Regions from separate parts of the Anas platyrhynchos genome. Here region 2 is linked to region 1. Evidence: chromatin contacts called from public Hi-C data. All regions are on one chromosome and are shown on one strand. Each heading gives the region's core, a stretch centred on a gene start, on an enhancer-like site or on the middle of the called end of the contact. The rest is flanking DNA. Distances are from core to core; before and after follow the strand shown.

Region 1 (5,142 bases), core at 1,191-3,690:
ATTACTGTTAAATGTCAGCTCACTATACTTCAATAAAGATAACAATATGCATACTCAGTCATAGACAGTGACTCCCTACTGTTATTGTCTTCTTCCTCAAAATTATGTATGGCTCCCAGACATTCATCAATACTTGTTTGGAGAGAGTCTTCATTATTCTGTGTGTCGGAATTTATTTCCTCCCAGTCAGAAGTGCAGAACTAATAAAGCAAGAAGAATTTGGAACACTACAGTTTTAACTTGCACTAGGCAGAGAACTGTGGAACTTACATTATGAAAAAAATATTTCTTACCTGATAATAACCACATATAACATGACTTGCAAAATACCATTTCCTTATGCCTGGGATACCAGCCAATGAACATGCTGAAAAGAGACACAACAAGGATTTAAAATAATCAATCCACTACAAACTAAATGTACTAAAGCAGATCTTCAGAACTCCATTTTAAGATGATAAAATGATTTAATAAATTCTCATGGTGTGGCGTTCTGAATTGCTACCCAACAGACAAATAATGCTTCCACTGAAAAAAACATAGATCACAGGAGTAACAAAAATCATAGGCATGAAAATATCAAGCTGCATGCTGACATGAGAAACAAGCCCTTTTCTACTCTCAGTCAGTCTTAAAATAGATTGAAATTTGTCAGCCTTTCAAAACACTTGTCTTTCATTTCCAGTGCCTGGTATATTTAATCATCTGGTAACAGCTGAGCTGCTAAAGGAAAATCAGTTCTCCATAGAAATGGTAGCAGCAAGAGCAAGAGAAACTGGATTTCCTCAAGTTTCTGATTTGTTTCATGTAAATAATAAATTTGCCTAGGCCAATTCCTTGACAACATTTGGCATATATTACTGTGCTTACCTGGGAATGTCCTTGCATCTGTGTTTGTAGATGAATTACAGTTTTCTTTCAGAAGTTTATAAACATTTGCAGCAGTCACAGCTGGAAAAAGAAGATTTTCTTAAATCCTCTGACTTCCAGAAGGTAAATCTTGCTTATTGCAAATGCAGTTTAAAGTTCAGTTTAACATGAAAAGTTTTGTTTAAAACAAGTGTCAAGTACAGATTTGTAGGAGTCTAAAAAGACTAATATAAAGTTCTAGTTAAACTACTGGATATATAGATTTACAAGCTGATGAAATGGGCTGATAAGAACCTCATGAAGTTCAGCAAGAAGTGCAAAGAACTGCACCCAGGAATATACAACCCTGGGCACCAGGAAATGCTGGGGGGCAGAAAAGGACCTGGGGGTCTTGGTGGACACTGTATTGACCATGAGCCAGCAGCGTGCCCTTGCAGCTAAGAAGGCTAATGGTATTCTTGGCTGCACTACACAAGCACCATCAGCAGGCCAAGGGAGGTGATCAGCATTGGGGAGGTTGCACCAGGACTGCTGTGACCAGACCTGTGCTAAGTGATACGAGAGAGACCTGGACACACTGGGAAAAGTCCAGTGGAGGGGCACAAAGATGAGGCTGGAGCACCTCTTCTACAAGGAAAGGCTGAGATAGTTCAACCTAGTCAAGAAATGGCTGTGGGAAGATCTTATCACCATATATCAGTATCTGAAAGGAGGGTGCAAAGAAGACAGAGCCCAGCTCTTTTCAGTGGTGCCCAGTGGCAGGACAAGAGGCAATGGGCACAAACTGGAACATTGGAAGTTGCCCTGAACATCAGGAAGCACTTCTGTGCTGTGTGGGTGATCAAGCACTGGCACAGGTTGCTCAGAGAGGCTGTGGTGTCTCCACCTTAGTGATCCTCAAAAGCCACCTGGACGTGGTCCTGGGCACGCTGCTCTGGGTGTCTCTGCCTGAGCTGGGGTGGGACCAGGTGGACCCCCAGAGGGCCCTGCCAGCCTCAACCATCCCATGATATCTCTAAAATCTTCTAGTTAGCTAACATCAGTGTTTTAGCAAAACTCAAATAACCTAAGTTTCTGAAGGCGTAAGTCGTTAAAGCCTTCTGTTCTGAAAGAAAAAGATCTTTATCACGGTACTAATCCTGAAAACCTACCTGCGCACAGACCCTAGACCAGAAAGCATAAAGAAAAAGTCTTCGAGAACAACCCCCGAGGCGTCTGAGGCAGGGGCATCGCTTAAGCGGGTGAAAGCACACGAACTTAAGGAACGTATCTCTAGGACACAGACTTCACGTGCCCCAGGAGAGCCGTACCGACGCTAATTCCCCCTCTCCAGCCCCCACGATGGAGGCTCCCGCTCCGTGCCCTGCCCCGCGTCCCCCCCTCCTCGGCGGCAGCCCCCGTTCAGCATCGCCCCCCCAGTGCAGCGCTACCTGCAGCGGGCTCCGCACTGCCCTCAGCCCTGCGGTCCCCCCAGCTGAGGAGCAGCACGTAGCGGTCCATGGCCGGCCGAGGACGGACAGGGAGAAGGAGACGGAGGAGGCGCCACCACCATCAGGGCTCCGAGCAGCCCGCGCTGCCCGCCCCTGCACCGCCCCTCGCAGGGCGATGTTTCCGCTTCCCGGGGCCGATGGGCTCCGTTTCCCTTCCCCTTGAGCCGCAGCGGCCATGGCCAGTTACACCAAGGCTGCCCAGGTGAGCGCGGGGCTGGCTCTTCAGGCGAGGGGACACCGCGGTGGCCACTGCCCTCCGTGTGGCGGCGGGCTGCTGGCGGCCGCCATTTTGTGGGGGTGAGCGGGTGCTATGGCCGGGCACTGCTCGGCTGGCCTGGGCGCTGCTGGAAGGAGCAGGCAGTGCCCGCTGTGGGGCTGCTGGGGAAGGGAAGGGGGCTGAGAGGGACAAGGCTGCCCGCCTTGTAGGCACGTAGGGTTGTTAGTAGGCACAGAAGTGTGTTTAGGTGTTGCTCAGGCAGCCCAGAGAGGCTGTGGATGCCCAATCCCTAGAGGTGTGCAGGGCGAAGCTGGATGGGGCTTTGGGCAGCCTGATGTGGTGGGAGGTGTCCCTGCCCATGGCAGGGGGGTGGAACTGGGTGGGCTTTAAGGTCCTTTCTAACCAAAACCATTCAATGAACCGTTTCAAGCAGTAAGTGCAGCACAGTAGGTCTTAAAGGTGCAGGATCAGGCTGTCCCTGTGCGCCGTAAGATGAGTCAGTGGGGAAGACCGGTGTGGCTGAACAGGGAACTTCTGCTGAGTGTCCAGGAGAAAAAGAGAGTTTGTGTCTGGTGGAAGAAGGGGCAGGCAACACAGGGAGAGTACAAGAAAGTTGCCAGCATGTGCAGAGAAAAAATCAGGAAGGCCAAACCACTGTACAAGCTCAACCTGACCACTGTGCTTAAAGATAACAAAAAATGTTTTTATAAATATATTAATGGCAAGAGGAGGACCAAGGAGAATCTCCATCCTTTACTGGATGCAGGAGGGGAACGTGACTACTGAGGATAAGGAAAAGGCTGAGGTTCTTAATGCCCTCTTTTCATTTGTCTTTATTAGCCAGAGCACTTATTCTCAGGGTTTTTAGCCTCCCGACCTGGAAGTCTGGGTTGGGGAGCCAAAGACCTCATTGCTCTCTATAACTGCCTGAAAGGGTGTGGGGAGCTGGGGGTCGGCCTCTGCTCACAGGTAACCAGTGATAGGACCAGAGGGAATGGCCTCAAGTTCACCAGGAGAGGCTCAGGCTGGAAATGAGGAGACATTTCTGCTCAGAAAGAGCAGTCAGGCACTGGTTGCCCAGGGAGGTGGTCCCTGGGGGGGTTCAAGGAGAGGTTGGGCGTGGTGCTTGGGGACATGGTTTAGTGGTTGACATTGGCGGTAGGGGGATGGTTGGACCAGATGATCTTGGAGGGCTTTCCCAACCCTGATGATTCTATGATACAATGTCTAGCACTGTGCTCTACCCTAATGCTACATGACAGGGGGTGTTTTTGAATATTAGTATTTCTTATGATGCTTGAAATGTAAAAGAATGCATTGATCAAATCAGAGAAGCTAGATTCATTTATGGTAGTGTGTTCTTTTCCTATATTAAGTACCACTTCTCTTTCTCTTTAGCAATGGGCTACTTTTGCCAGAGCTTGGTATCTCCTAGATGCAAAGATGCAACCACCAGGAAAAATAGCAGCTGCGACTGTAATCAGACTTGAAGGCTGGCATAAACCTATTTATCATGCACTAAGTGAGTATTGCAGTACACAGAAGCATTTTTAATGTATTTTTCTTTTAATTTCATTCTTAAAAAACAGTGCTTTTTACAAGGTTGCATTTTTCAGTTTGTAAATTATAAAGGGTTCAATTTCATTTCCCGTGTTTTCCCTTCATACCTCTCCAGAGGTTTAGGTCATTGTCTTTACCAATCCATATAAAGCTTGTTACTAATTTGTTATTCAATTTTAGTATAATTTGTTATTCAATTTTAGTAGCAGAATTATGATGGAATTCAGTTGCCTCGGTTATTTTTTTTAAGTTCGAAATGTGTTTTGTTGCACTGATTTTAAACAAAAATTTAATCCACAGTGCATGTATTGAAACACCAATGTGATTCTTGATTAGATTTTTCTGAACGCTACTGTTCAGTAGTTGTACAGCACCACAGCACCTTGGAGCAGTTCTTCATTCTGAACAACGTGCAAAAAAGTCCTGTGTGTATGAGCCAGGAGACACAAACTGGCACACAGGAGGTTCCCTTTGAACATCGGGAAGCACTTCTGTGCTGTGCAGGTGACAGAGCACTGGCACAGGTTGCCCAGAAAGGCTATGGGGCCTCCTTCCTTGGAGATACTCAAAAGCCATCTGGACATGGTCTTGGGCACCTGGCTGTAGGTGTCCCTGCTGGAGCAGGGGTTTGACCAGATGGCTTCTGACCTCAGCCACTTAATGACAATGAGACTAGAACCTGTCTGATTTTGAAATAGGAGACACAATTATTGATGAAAGATATTTTCTTGATCAAATGAAAAAAAAGCCTTGCTTATCTACTGTTTAGAAGATTCAGCACTAAAGATACTTTGCTTGTGATCGGTAACACCATAGTGCTCGTCTCACTGTGATGAGCATTTTATAGATAATAAATGATGATCCCTGTTCAAGAGACTTTACTGAAGCATAAAGAAGCATTAAGCTTTGCTCATACATGTCTAATGTAAACACTAAAATTATACTTGATTTGATTGTCATAATAAAAGGTAGTATTTGTAGGTTTTGGAAGATATTGAAAATACC
Region 2 (5,921 bases), core at 2,778-5,277, 270 kb after region 1:
TAACTGTTTTGCATCTCCCTGTTGGCTTGTTAAGATGGATGAGAAAGTGCTTCTCTGAGTTAGCAATGAGCTACCTGGTTTCTCTACTAATTGGCTGAAATTTTCTGCTAGAGTCTTGGACTTCTCTCTTGCTTCATGATGCTTTGCTGGCTGACACCATCTATGACTCTATGACTGTTTTAGTGGGAGATGATAATAGACATTAATCAATGCCTACAACATAGAACATGCAAGTCACTGCTATTTTAGCTATTTATTAATTAAAAAGGAAAAAAAAAAAGAGTAAAAGTAACTTAATAACCTACTCCAACGGAGAGAGAAGAGTGGTTCAAGGGGTCTGAGTTTATTTAGGGTTCCAAGTTATAGCTAAAAGCAGAATCTCAGTCAGTAGGGACAAGCATCACAAAAATCAACCTTTGTGAATTTGTCCAACTCTTTTGTGGATCACACTCATTTTGACCTTCACAACATCCCACAAGTTCCACGATGTGTTGTATAGGAAGGTCTTTTTGCCTATTATCCATAACTTTATTTCAGTGGTATTCCCCAGTTCTTACATTTGAGACAGAATAGATAGCTTTTTTTTTTTTCATTCATTCTCATTTGCATTCTTAATTGCTTATACATGTCTTGTATCTCCTTTCTCTATATTTGTCAAGCTGAACTGATCTAATGAATTTAATCTCTTTTTCTGTGAAAAACTGTCTGTACCTCTGATGTACTGGATTTTCTTTATCTCCTGCAGTGGCTTACAGAAGACATGCTTTATTCAAGATAGGTGTGCACCATGGATTTATACAATGGCACAATTATATTTTGTGTGTTTTTGTTTGTTTGTTTGCTTTTCTTATTTTCCTAAGAAGGAGATGTAGTGCACTCACCGTAGATGGTTATTCTCCCAGTGTCTCACGGAAGTTTATGATAGGTGCTGAAATGGCATTCAAGGGTCTCCAGTCATACCTACAGATCCAGCTCGCACAACCACCTTCTGTGTTGAAACATGATGGATGCATCCACTGACAGATATTTCAAACAATGAGAAACTGTTGTTTAATGGGTGAAAATGTAACATGCACACTAATTTAAAATATTGCAGATGGCATTTCAACCGAAAAAATAAATCCTTGATTTAAGTTTTGTGAGTCTTGAATAAAGCAGTGCCTCTCGTGGAGTAATTTCTAGCAACTGTAACTCTGAATTGTGTAATTATCACCAGGCTGGTAATTTGTTATGGTATTCAACTTCAGCACTGTGCCAGCTTTTCCAGTGCTGGCTGTTATCTTATCATCACAGCTACCTATGTTGTACTTTGAAGGTCACTCAGAAGTTTCTACTGTGTGCATCTTTCTTTGACATTTAAACACCACATTAATATGTCGCCCAATTTTGTCACACATTTTATTGTAGTTCCCAAGCACTTGAATTGAAATCACACCTGGGAAGTCATCCTCCCGATGCAGTGCCTGATGACTAGTCTGATACTGGTGATGTGTAGCGTTATAGCAGATGTCATGTTGTCTCACAGTTCATTGTTTTATATCTTAGTTGTGGAGCTTTGGAGTTATTTGAACTTATTTTCTTCGCTTTGTCACAGCTGTCCTTGATTTATTTTGCTGTTCACATCCTTGATGTTTCAGCCCTGGAAAACATTATACAGTGCCAAGAACTTCAAAGGCAAGACTGTAAAAATCTTCAACAATCCATTTAATGTTTTGCTAACTTCAGTCAATGCTAGTCAACCAGATTCTGTTAACACTAATTTCCATTAACATTAGTCAATTGAAAAATTACTCCAAAGCTAATGTTGCTTGGTACTTGACTTACAGGCAGGACACATTCCTACCTCCCCTCCCCAACCCAGCTGAGGATGCAGGCTGTTCAGCTTTTCAGTTCTACTTCTCTCTTACACTGAGACCTGTCACAAGAGGCATACCTCTTGGCTGTAGACACACAGCAGTTACTCAAAGCCTCAGCTGTGCACTGTGGGGGACTGGTGTGAACTGGTGATCAGTAAAGAAAAGGTAGTGATGATAGGTGAATTAATAGCTTCTTCAACTCTCATTCTGCTATAGGTGAGTCTCACCTCTGCTTGTAATATCATAGAATCATAAAACCCTTAAGGTTGGGAAAAACCTTCAAGATCATCTGGCCATATGTTCCATGCTCATATGTTCAAACTGAAAACAGCACTCATTTAAACTGCAGCAACTCCAGAGCAAGTAAATAATCCCACAGGACTGTTATAAAATAATTTCAGGATCCTACCAAACTCCCTTAGCATAACATGCATTTTCTTATAAATTGACAGCAACATTGACTATTCAGTGTCTCCTCATTCTCTCTGCAATCCACATTCATTAACTGATTCATCTTTGTTTCAATAAATGAACTTCAGGAGTTCAAACGTAAAAAAAAAAAAAAAAAAAAAAAAATGTTTGTAATTCAAATATGAAAACTCCATAAATTTGTATGTTGGATTCAGTTCCTTGATTTCTCTTGAATCTTTTTGTTGTTGTTGTTTTTATTATTATTATTATTATTATTTTATTCTACAGAGTTAAAAGTAAAAAGAAGAAGAAATGGACATGCAAGTTAATTGAAAAAATTACACAAATTAAGGTAAAAATTAAAACCAGCTTAACTGAGCATCTATTTAAGCAGTAACTGTGTGAGCATTTACTTCATAGAACAGTGATTTTCTGGTTTAGCTTAGAGGTGTGTAAGAACAGACTTATATGGAAGCAAGATATAATTGGGGAGATTTAGATTAGAGATTCGGAGGAAATTCTTCACCCAGAGGGTGGTGAGGCACTGGGACAGGCAGCCCAGAGAGGCTGTGGATGCCCCATCCCTAGAGGTGTTCAAGGCCAGGTTGGATGAGGCCCTGGGCAACCTGACCTAGTGGGTGGTGTCCCTGCCCATGGCAGGGGGGTTGGAACTGGATAATCTTTGAGGTCCCTTCCAACCCAAGCCATGCTGTGATTCTGTGATTCTATGAAACTGAATTAAGACTGTACACATACCAGCTTGCACCTATCATCACTCAAGCACGGGACCTTCTGAAGGCAGACAGTGTCCAACTCTGTCATGTGTAACAGTCATCGCTACCTGCCAGCTGGGTTCCCAACCCACTGGCTCTGTCCCGTTGTCCAGGTCATTTGGTTCAGGCTTATTCTGAGCACAGTGAGGTTCCACAGGCAGAAACATGCAATGTAGGAGTATAAAGGATTACAAAGGAGTACAATTTCCAGCTGGATACTAGGGGGACTTCTTCACTGGGAGGGTGACAAAGCACTGGAACAGGCTGCCCAGTGAGGCTGTGGGGTCTCCTTCTCTGGAGATATCCCAAACCCGCCTGGATGCCATCCTGCACAACGTGCTCCAGGTGACCCTGCTCAGCAGGGGGGTTGGACCAGATGATCTTCGGAGGTCCCTGCCAACCTCGGCCATTCTGTGATTCCATAAAGCAGTCAGATAGCTAATGGACACAGTGCCAGAGGGGGGAGGCACACTGCCAGGCCCAGCATTAACATGCCCTGCAGTAACACCTCACTCAGCACAGAAGGACCAGGTGGTCCTGGGTGAGGTGGAGATGTGTCAGCCTCTGCTGCTCCACAGCGAGTACTGGTTCCCAGTGTTGGTGAACAGCTTTCTCCTGACCTTTATTTTTCTTACACTTTAGGGTTTTCCTTCGTGCCACAGCATGAAACCCAGCTGGAGCTCAAATCACAAGGGTTACACGAGCTGACCTTGGCTTGCCATGGTCTTCCCTGAGGGACAACTTGGCCATGGGAGAACCGGGTGCTTGCCCTCAGCAAACTACCAGACCCCACAGCATGCGGGAAGGAGCACGAGTGGGTGACAGTGAGCCATGGGGCAGGATCGAGCCTTCCCTCTGACACTGTGCCAAAACAGGACATTTTATGCATTTTTATAGGCAGAGAGAGAGAGATTTTACCTCAACCACTCAGTTATTGGGTGGGTTGAGTGACTTCCCTTCAGACCCGCCCGCCCCACCGATCGCTCCGGATGCGCCTCAACGACAACCACAGCATCAACCACCCAGCGGGCTCAGGGCGCCGGCTGCTTCCCGCCTCCCGCCTCCCGCCACAGCGAGAGAACGAGTGCGGGCGGGCGCAGCCGGCGCCATGCGGAGCAGGGCGGAGGTGGAGGCCACGCTGCGCAGCGCCAAGCTGAGCCCCGCAGAGCTGCTGCCGGCCGCGCAGTGCCTCAGCTTCGGGCCGGGGACAGCCGGCCCCGGGGAGTGCTGCCTGCTGCAGCTGGAGCCCGGCCTCTGCGCCCAGCTGGAGGCCGGAGCCAGGTACCGCATCCCCCCTGAGGCGAGGGGGGCTGGGGGGCGGGGGGAGGCAAGGGGCGGAGGTGAGCTAAGTTGGGCCCCCGGTGCGGTCAGGGTGGCTGAGGTAATGACAGAAAATGTAGGCAGCATCTGTTATTTTTGAGATTTTTTTGTTGGGGAGTGTTTGCTCCTTTTGTTTTCTTTCTTTCCGCGTGGAAAAAAGTAGGTTTTAGGGAAGAAACGCTGCTGAGATTTTATCTGGAGCAGTGAAGGGATTCCTGCCAGACGGCTAGAAATTTGGAAATCCTTAAAAGAGTCCTGCTGACTTCCCAGATCCTCCTGCTGGAGCTTGAGGTGGCAGAGCAGCTACCAGCCCCACAACCAGGCCAGCGAGGGAAGTTTTGGCACATGCTGGGGTGGTTTTGTGACAGCCTCAACCTCAGCACCAACACCAGAGAATAAGTTTTTGAGCCGGTTTTAAAATTTCTTCATTTATCAACTGCAGTGCTACCCATATGATAAAAATGTTTTGGGTGATACAACGTTAGAGCTCCCCCTAAAGAAAAAGGTCCTCAGAGATGCCCATCAGTGAGCTTGTTGGTGCTGGGTGGAAGATGGCTGGGGTGTGCCTGTGGTTGGGGGACCACTCGGGGCATCGCTGGGCTCTGGTCACACACCCAAGCTTTGGGAATCAAAATTAGCAATTTAATTAACTTGAAAGTGAGCACTTAGCTCCCCCAGGCTGCACTGAATTGTGGTCCTGCTTCGGTATTACCATGCCCTCACTAAAAATCTCCATGTAGTCAAGTATGAGTTGAAGAAAGGGATTTGCCTTGATTCTTTATCTAGAAATTTTATAGAAGTCTATTTTTATTTTTATTTTTTTTTGTGTGTGTTTCCTGCTTGGAATCAGTTGCAAGAAAAATGCAAGTTTGTCTGAGGGATATCTGAAGGATACAGACAATTTCTGATTGCTTCATGTTTCACAATGGGCTAATTTCTGTCCTCAATAAGGAGCAGCTCAAGCTATAATCTGTTTTCCAAGGTTAGTGAGCTGGTTCAGGCATTAAGCATTGCTAACTCAATGATTTGGGGGGTTTGTGTGAATAGGCAGGTGAGGAGGTTAGGCTGTGGTCTGCATGAAAGCCTTGAATACCTGTCTTTCAGAGTGGGAAAACTCAAAAAAGGAGAGGTAACGACAGTGTTAAGATATTTTAGATAAATTGACAATTATAACTTTACATTTTGTTACACTGTGACTGCTGCTACCAAATAGAACTGCAGTTTATAATGCCTTTACCAATGTTTAAATATAAAGAAAAAAAATCACGTGTTTAATAGGTGTTCAGCCAGAAATAGAGGTAAAAATACATCTTTATTTTTGTGCTTTTTTTTTTTTTTTTCAGCCTGGTAATCCGTGGTGAAAAAGATGAACAAGCAGTGTTGTGCAGCAAAGATAAAACTTACGACATGAAAATAGCAGATACCTCAAATATGCTGCTGTTTGTTCCTGGTTGTAAAACTCCAGAAGAGCTGAATGCAGATGAAGCATCTGGCAGTGTTATTCATTCACAGGTATGGCTTTCTGGGTTTTTGTTTGTTTGCTTTAATTCTCTAAACCTGT

Evidence for each region. Hi-C and Micro-C count contacts between places; a contact is called where the count stands out from the background.
Region 2: a contact with region 1 is called in a Hi-C map of liver, with 4 times the contacts expected there. The contact joins the promoter of DSCC1 here to the promoter of MTBP in region 1. A contact is called at or near these places in 2 of 8 Hi-C or Micro-C datasets (liver and subcutaneous adipose tissue).

The regions. Positions count from the first base shown.
Region 1 is chr2:13,170,697-13,175,838 of IASCAAS_PekinDuck_T2T, forward strand. MTBP (MDM2 binding protein) reads right to left here and starts at 2,441. Exons shown (of 22, transcript XM_027452648.3): 1 at 2,301-2,441; 2 at 871-951; 3 at 294-367; 4 at 55-200. The coding sequence starts at 2,370. MRPL13 (mitochondrial ribosomal protein L13) reads left to right here and starts at 2,424. Exons shown (of 8, transcript XR_011807354.1): 1 at 2,424-2,562; 2 at 3,976-4,099.
Region 2 is chr2:13,435,609-13,441,529 of IASCAAS_PekinDuck_T2T, forward strand. It overlaps DSCC1 (DNA replication and sister chromatid cohesion 1), which reads left to right and starts at 4,028. Exons shown (of 9, transcript XM_038173957.2): 1 at 4,028-4,321; 2 at 5,704-5,872. The coding sequence starts at 4,149.